2 separate regions of the Sus scrofa genome follow, and region 1 is linked to region 2. The links are chromatin contacts, called in public HiChIP or PLAC-seq maps. All regions are on one chromosome and are shown on one strand. Each heading gives the region's core, a stretch centred on a gene start, on an enhancer-like site or on the middle of the called end of the contact. The rest is flanking DNA. Distances are from core to core; before and after follow the strand shown.

Evidence for each region. HiChIP or PLAC-seq counts read pairs in DNA pulled down with a chosen protein or histone mark.
Region 1: a contact with region 2 is called in an H3K27ac HiChIP or PLAC-seq map of alveolar macrophages. The contact joins two enhancer-like sites. A contact is called at or near these places in 3 of 47 Hi-C or Micro-C datasets (brain, embryonic fibroblasts and skeletal muscle) and 1 of 2 datasets of contacts at active chromatin or transcription factors (alveolar macrophages).

What each region holds. Positions count from the first base shown.
Region 1 is chr10:48,678,128-48,681,874 of Sscrofa11.1, forward strand. No RefSeq gene overlaps it. Among named protein-coding and RNA genes, the nearest start is that of OPTN, 110 kb to the left of the region's middle. Within about 2 kb of position 2,269, at least 22 of the 83 cell types and tissues checked have an H3K27ac peak or open chromatin away from gene starts, as enhancers often do. A contact at or near this core is called in alveolar macrophages, where this site is marked.
Region 2 is chr10:48,563,480-48,567,357 of Sscrofa11.1, forward strand. OPTN (optineurin) reads right to left here. Exons shown (of 13, transcript NM_213961.1): 4 at 2,998-3,071. Among named protein-coding and RNA genes, the nearest start is that of OPTN, 8.5 kb to the right of the region's middle. Within about 2 kb of position 1,297, at least 4 of the 83 cell types and tissues checked have an H3K27ac peak or open chromatin away from gene starts, as enhancers often do. A contact at or near this core is called in alveolar macrophages, where this site is marked.

The DNA of each region.
Region 1 (3,747 bases), core at 1,019-3,518, 120 kb after region 2:
GTCCTTCTGTGACTGGCTTATTTCACTGAGCATAAGGTCCTTCTGTCCATGTTGTCACAAGTGGCAGGATTTCTTTATTTTTTAAGGCCATATAATATTCCATTGAACATAAATACCACATTTTCTTCACAAATTCGTTTTCTTTCTTTCTTTCTTTCTTTCTTTCTTTCTTTCTTTCTTTTTCTTTTTTTGCCATGCCCACAGCATACAGAAGTTCCTGGGCCAGGGACTGAACCCAAGCCACAGCAGTGACAAAGCAGGATCCTTAAGTGCTAGGCCACCAGGAAGCTCCCACAGATTCTTTTTAAAAAGTTATTTAGGAGTTGTCATTGTGGTTCAGTGGTTAATGAACCCGACTAGTATCCATAAGGACACAGGTTCAGTCCCTGGCCTTGCTCAGTGGGTTAAGAATCCAGCATTGCCATGAGCTCTGATGTAAGTTGCAGACATGGCTTGGATCCTCAGTTGCCGTGGCTGTGGTGTAGGCTAGCAGCCTCAGCTCCCAACCCCTAGCCTGGGAACCTCCATAATGCCATGGGTGCAGCCCTAAAAAGACAAAAAGACAAAAAAAAACAAAAACAAAAATGTTATTTGCACCATATCTTTCCTTAGTCAATCTACTTGTTGGTGTGCTGAGTTCTAGGAAAGGGAGCCAGCTTTTTTAGGGGTTTGGGGACCACTTCTCTAGTGCTCAGAAGCTCCTAGCTCCCTGGAGTATCTTAATCAGGAGAAAGACCTTAGTACATATTTGTGTTCAGCTGTGAGTTTTCAAAAAATATGTTTATTAAGAGTTAAATATAAACATTGACGTATTGTTTTACAGAAAATTGGGGTCTTTTGGGAACTGCTTATACCTGGATTATAGTTAAATATTTGTGTAACAGGATTTAGTGAGGTACAGGGGCTTTGGCAGTAAGGACGAAGAAGGAGGTCGGGAGAAGGTCCACCCTGTGATGACACTACACTGCCTTCAATCTTGTAAGTTTCCCACTTGGATTTGGTCAGGTCCCCCATTATAAGCACTCCAACAATAGACTTCTTCCATTTGGAGCTACATATTTTTGCCCTGCAACTTTTTCAGTTACAGCAGTGTTTAGAGGCCAAGAATTTAGACAAATTAGACTTGAAATCAGACTTTCAAATTGTTGTACAACAAAATTAAGGGAGTTCCCTTAGTGGCTCAGCAGTTAACAAGGCCAAAGGGGCAGCTGGAAGAGAAAAGAGAAATCTGAGATACTTTCTTGAAAATAAATCGGGGAGTTCCCGTGGTGGTGCAGTGGTTAACGAACCCGACTAGGAACCATTAGGTTGCAGGTTCGATCCCTGCCCTTGCTCAGTGGGTTAGGGATCCGGTGTTGCCGTGAGCTGTGGTGTAGGTCGCAGACGCAGCTAGGATCCCGCGTTGCTGTGGCTCTGGCGTAGGCTGGCGGCTACCGCTCCGATTCGACCCCTAGCCTGGGAACCTCCATATGCCGCGGGAGCGGCCCAAGAAATGGCAAAAAAGAAAAAAAAAAAAAAAAGAAAGAAAGAAAAGAAATCGACCACTGTGAAGGTGCTCTGCAGGATAGCAGATGACAGGGACATCTCATGTCAAGGATGAAACTCCATGTGTGAGAATAGAACTTTCCAGAGATATGAATCAGAGCCAGAGGACAGACTGACTTCAAACACAAAATAAAACCCCAGCGGTGTTAACATTATTGTCGGCATTGCTGATTCTGGATCAAATCCAGCTTGTGACATGTCCCCTGAGACACGGACCAGCCCAACAAAAGAAAACACCTGGGCTGGTTATCCAGCAATGCCTACTTCTCTCGGCTGTTCCTCGTTTATTCAACCTGGCTGCTGGGATACAGTAAAACAGAGCTGCATTCCTGCAGCTAGATACTGGTAAAATCTAACTGCATCGCGGTGGCTGGGAAGTAAGAAAACATAACGAATCAGAATTCGTTTTTTTCCCCCAAGTTGCAGTTGCGACCTATGGTGCCAGACCATTTCACCTACTGTGCCTGCTGTGGATCAAACCTATCTCCTGGAGCTGCTGAGGCACTGCCACAGAGGAAACTACCCACTGTCATATATATTTTTTTTTCAGTCACTTTTGATGGAGTGTTACATAACCCTCTCCCAATCTGTTTTGATGGAAAAACTCACTGCCCTCTGCAGCTCGGTCACGATATAGACACTCAGCCCTCTCTCGGTCCGTTATGATGGAGCAATAACCAGCCGTCTGGTCTGTTTTGATGGATTGACTCATATCAAGCTCCTGGCTGGCCTGAATGCAGTGAAACACTGCCCTCTGCCGGCGAGGATAGTGCAATACACAGCTCTCTCCAAGCCAGGTGGGTTTGTTGTTGTTGTTGTTGTTTGTTTTTGTCTTTCTAGGGCCGCACCTGCTGCATACGGCAGTTCCCAGATCAGGGGTTAAATCCGAGCTGCAGCTGCCAGCCTACACCACAGCCATAGCAACACCAGATCCAAGCCACGTCTGCGACCTACACCACAGCCCCAACTCACTGAGCAGGGCCAGCGATGGAACCGCGTCCTTACGAATACTAGCCGGGGTTCGTTACCACAGAGCCACAAACGGTAACTCGTCCAGGGCAGTTTTGATGGAGACACAGATCTTCACCGCCAGCCGGGATGGAGCTACACACTGCCCTCTGCTGGAGAATCTGGATGACCCAAAGAACAGTCTCCTCTCGAAGAGACAGGATGGAGCAGCATGCAGCAGTCGTCTCCCGACCTGTTTTAATGGAGCAACACACCGCCCTCTGCTGGCCAAACTGGATGGCGCAACAGTTCTCTTGAAGCGGACTTTCTCCCATAAATCCCATATTTTATATAAAATATTAAATTTTCTCTTGTTAAATTTTTATAAAAATTCCAAATATACCCAAAAATAGAGTATGACAAACCCCCAGATACCAATTATTCAGCTTCAATAACCATCAATATTTTGCCATACTTGTTTCATCAATAGTTTTGTTTTTGTTGTCTTTTTGCCTTTTCTAGGGCCGCACCCGAGGCATATGGAGATTCCCAGGCTAGGAGTCGAATGGGAGCTGTAGCTGCCAAGCCTACGCCAGAGCCATAGCAATGCTGGATCCAAGCCGCATCTGCAACCTACACCACAGCTCACCTCAATGCCAGATCCTTAACCCACTGAGCAAGGCCAGGGATCCAACACGCAACCTCATGGTTCTTAGTCGGATTCGTTAACCACTGAGCCAGACGGGAACTCCAATAGTTTTTTTTTTTTTAAGTGAGGATATATTAAAGCAAATCCAAGTTTTAAGTCCTGATGTCACTAAGTACTTCATTAGGCACCTAAAAAGAAGAAATTATTCTATCACATAACCATAATGCCATTAACATACCCAACAAAATTATGAAATCCAACTTCATAAAATTTCTTCAAATACCTAAAACAATCTTTCTTACTATAGGTTTATTTGAAACACTGTATAAAGTTTTTACATGACTTAGATCTGTTTCGTATTTCTTTCACACTAGAATATTCCCCACCCTCTTCCCTTTTTTCTTCCCATGCCATTGGGTAGTCAGGAAAAATCGAGTCTGGAGTCCTGAAGAATTTGCCACACTCCGAATTTGGCTGCAAAGCCATTTCTTAAGCTGTGAACCCAATGGCCAGGATTTCCAGAGGAGCAACCTTTGATCTAGTGGAGCACCCTGTGCTGCCTCACTGGTGCAATGGGCAGGCTTGTAACTGTGTCCACACTCCTC
Region 2 (3,878 bases), core at 47-2,546:
AAAAAAAAAAAAAAAAGATCTGCTTTCCAGAACATTCTCCAGTTAATTCTCATTTACAGACCAAGCTCAGCTGGCCTAATGACCACCAGGGCCTCCCTCCTCTGTGCTTTCCAGGAAAGGAGTGGGGACTGATGGGTAGGTTCACCTTATGCTGCACGTGTTCACTTTCTCCAAATAATCACCGTGTTCACAGCCCCAGACCAGAGGACCCAGGGAAACAGCTGTGCAGAGGTAGCCCTTGGTTTTGGTGACTGGTTTTCTTAGAGGACTAATCTCCAGGGACCAGAGTCACACAAAGAGCACAAGCATGGGCGCTCCTGTGGTGACGTGCAGGCCACCAGCCTTTCTCCAGCTTGACAGAAGTCATGACATTCTCAAGTCAGGAGAAGAAAATCATTTTTGTTTTGGTTTTAAACAATAGAGCAGCAAAATATCTTCACTGTTGGTATGTCAAATATTTTTCTCATTTTCAAAATTGGACTAAATCGAGAAACAGTTCAGTGACAAACGAAGAGAACCGTGACCACCACTGCACTAAGGAAACATTCTGGACAATTTCACTGATGCTAATGGCAGCTATGCCCTCTGTAATCCACTCAAATCCACATGTCTAAGAGCCAGGATTCAATCCCAGTTTCCAATTCCAAGGCTGAAACTCCAAACCTAGAAATTGCAGCTGTAGCTCTGATTTAACCCCTAGCCTGGGAACTTCCATATGCCTCAGATGCGGCCCTGAAAAGCAAAAAATAAAAAATTAATTAAAAAAAATAGCTGGGTGGGAGTTCCCACTGTGGCACAGTGGGCTAAAAATCCAGTGCAGGAGTTCCCGTCATGGTGCAGTGGTTAATGAATCTGACTAGGAACCATGAGGTTGCAGGTTCGTCCCTGGCCTTGCGCAGTGGGTTAACAATCTGGCATTGCCGTGAGTGAGCTGTGGTGTAGGTCGCAGATGCGGCTTGGATACCGCATTGCTGTGGCTCTGGCGTAGGCTGGTGGCTACAGCTCCGATTAGACCCCTAGCCTGGGAACCTTCATGTGCCGAGGGAGCAGGCCCAAGAAATGGCAAAAGGAAAAAAAAAATTCCAATGCAGCAGCTTGAGTTGCTGCAGAGGTACAGTTTGATTCCTTGGGCTTTCCTGGGGTGGTGCAGTGGGTTAAAGGATCCAGCGTTGCTGCAGCTGCAGCAGAGGTCGAAGCTGTGGCTCAGATTTAATCCCTGGTCAAATGCCACAGGTGGGGACATTAAAAAAAAAAAAAAAAAAGCTGTGTGGCTTAAAAGAGGAAGTGGTCTTTCTAGAGCTATAAATTAAAAGGAAGTGGCTTGGACATTTCAAACAGGGCTTTCTTCCTTCCCACCACTTCCAAGAAAGTCTTCTGATATTAAAAAAGCAATATAGGAGTTCCCTTCGTGGCTCAGTGGTTAATGAATCCGACTAGGAACCATGAGGTTGCGGGTTTGATCCCTGGCCTTGCTCAGTAGGTTAAGGATCCGGCGTTGCTGTGAGCTGTGGTGTAGGTTGCAGACACAGCTCAGATCCCGCATTGCTGTGGCTCTGGCGTAGGCCAGTGGCTACAGCTCTGATTAGACCCCTAGCCTGGGAACCTCCATATTCTGTGGGAGCGGCCCTAGAAAAGGCAAAAGCTAAAAAAAAAAAAAGCAATACAGGAGAGGAGGGGATGCTGAGGAATTTCTAACTAAAAAAGGAAGTAACTTTCATTCCTGCTAACTGCGCTGTTTGATGAAAGAATATTATCTAGTCCTTATTTCCTTCCTTATACAAGGGCTTATGAGAATAACTGAAAAAAATAATGCATTTTTGTTTTATGAGTATATTTATCAAGTTACAGAAGAAAGGATATTAAAAACCTCTAAGGGGAGTTCCTGTTGTAGCGCACTGGAAACCAATATGACTAGTATCCATAAGGATGAGGGTTCGATTCCTGGCCTCACTCAGTGGGTTAAGTATCCAGCATTGCTGTGAGCTGTGGTGTAGGTCACAGATGCGGCTGGATCCCAAGTTGTTGTGGCCGTGGCTATAGCTGTGGCCAGAGCTGTAGCCCTGATTGGACTCCTAGCCTGGGAATGTCCATATGCCACAATTGTGGCCCTAAAAAGCAAAAAAAAAAAAAAAAAAAAATCTCTGAGAGAAGAGATCCTTAGGGAAATTTTCAGATAGATATCTCTTGTACATAGATTCATACTCATAATCTGCTTACAGAAGATAAGCTACAGCCCATTATGGGTCAGAGCTACCTTCAAGAGTCTCAGGTGCTCAGTTACCCCTGTCATTTCTTCCTCGAGGTCCCCTGACCATTTAGGATGTCTGCTTCCTAATATCTACTCAGCACAAGTCTATCTGAGATTCCCCAGGTAAGATATCTGGGCACTTTCAAAAAACAGCCACCATCACTCAGAGTAACACTTGTCACTGTTGTGGAAGATCATCCAGCATTAGTCACCTTGGCTTGTACTTGGGAATGACAGGAAAGAGAAAATGGAAACATCCTCTTATCAGCTGGGCAGCTTGGTCTGGGTCAGACAGCAATGGTAAACAAATTAGGAAATATGGGTTTTTTAATAGAGAACAAGTTTGTTTTCACTTCCCATCGGATGGAGATGAGACACCCCTAAATAGAGTGGTGAGGGCTTAGTAAGCCTACAAAGCCACCGAACATTGTTTTTATTCTCTGCCAGTTTTGGCTGCAATGTTAAATAGCATTCAAATCAAACGTTCTTAATTTTTTAAATTTACTTTTTAGGTGGCACATGCGGAAGTTCCCAGCCAGGGATCAAACCCATGCCACAGCAATGACAATGCCAGATCTTTAACCCACTGAGCCTCCAGGGAACTCTCAAACTTGACCTTCTTGAAAGGTCCTGATATAAATTAGTAAGCGGCCTTTTAAGCCCACCATGTTTGACCTCCCAGTGGCGAGCTGAAAGTGACAAGAGTACCCAGCGGGTCTGCCTGACAGCCCTAGTCTGTCTTTACATACGTGTCAATGGAATCAGTTCTTATGGGCCCAGGACTTGTCTTGATTTCCTTCATTGCTGCATCTGCTTCTCCCTCCTGAGAAAGTAGAAATGAAAGAAATATAACGTAGTACATCTGCAAGACAAATTCTTTACCAAAAGAGAAAAAGACAAAAGATCAAGAATTTGGATGACATACAACCCCAGGAACCTATCAAACACTGCAATGTGAGATGTTTTAAATTTGGTCACTGAAATGGAGTGGAAATTTACCCTCCCCTCAGCCTGCAAGCTCTGTCAGGATTATAAATATCCAGGCGAAGACAAGGTCAGGCTCCTCTCATTCAGCATACTCAACCTGACCCCACACACAGAAAAGCTTATCTCCTTCTCTCTCTCCTTGGCAGCTCCCTTCCTCCCCGAGTTAAGGTCATATAGACCTAGTGACAATTCCCTGTATCTTTCCCATAGAGTCTTTTAAAATGCAAAATGTGGAGTTCCATTGTGACTCAGCAGTAACCAACCCAACTAGTATCCATGAGCATTCAGGTTCCATCCCTGGCCTCACTCAGTGGGTTAAGGATCTGGCGTTGCCATGAGCTGCAGTGTAGGTCAGTGACACAGCTTGGATCTGGCATTGCTATGACTGTGGTGTAGGCCGGCAGCTCGATTGGAGCCCTAGCCTGGCAACTTCCATATGCTGTGGGTATGGCCCTAAAAAGCAAAAGATTAAATAAATAAATAGATATATAAATAAAAAAATAAATAAAATGTAAAATGCTAGAACTTGCTGAAGAAATGTTGAAAAAAAAAAGGCTGTTTTCTATGGTCAAGGCTCATAAAGCACAAGGCTGGCTACTATGAGAAATTCATATGCATCTTGGGCCACTTAAGGAACAGGAAG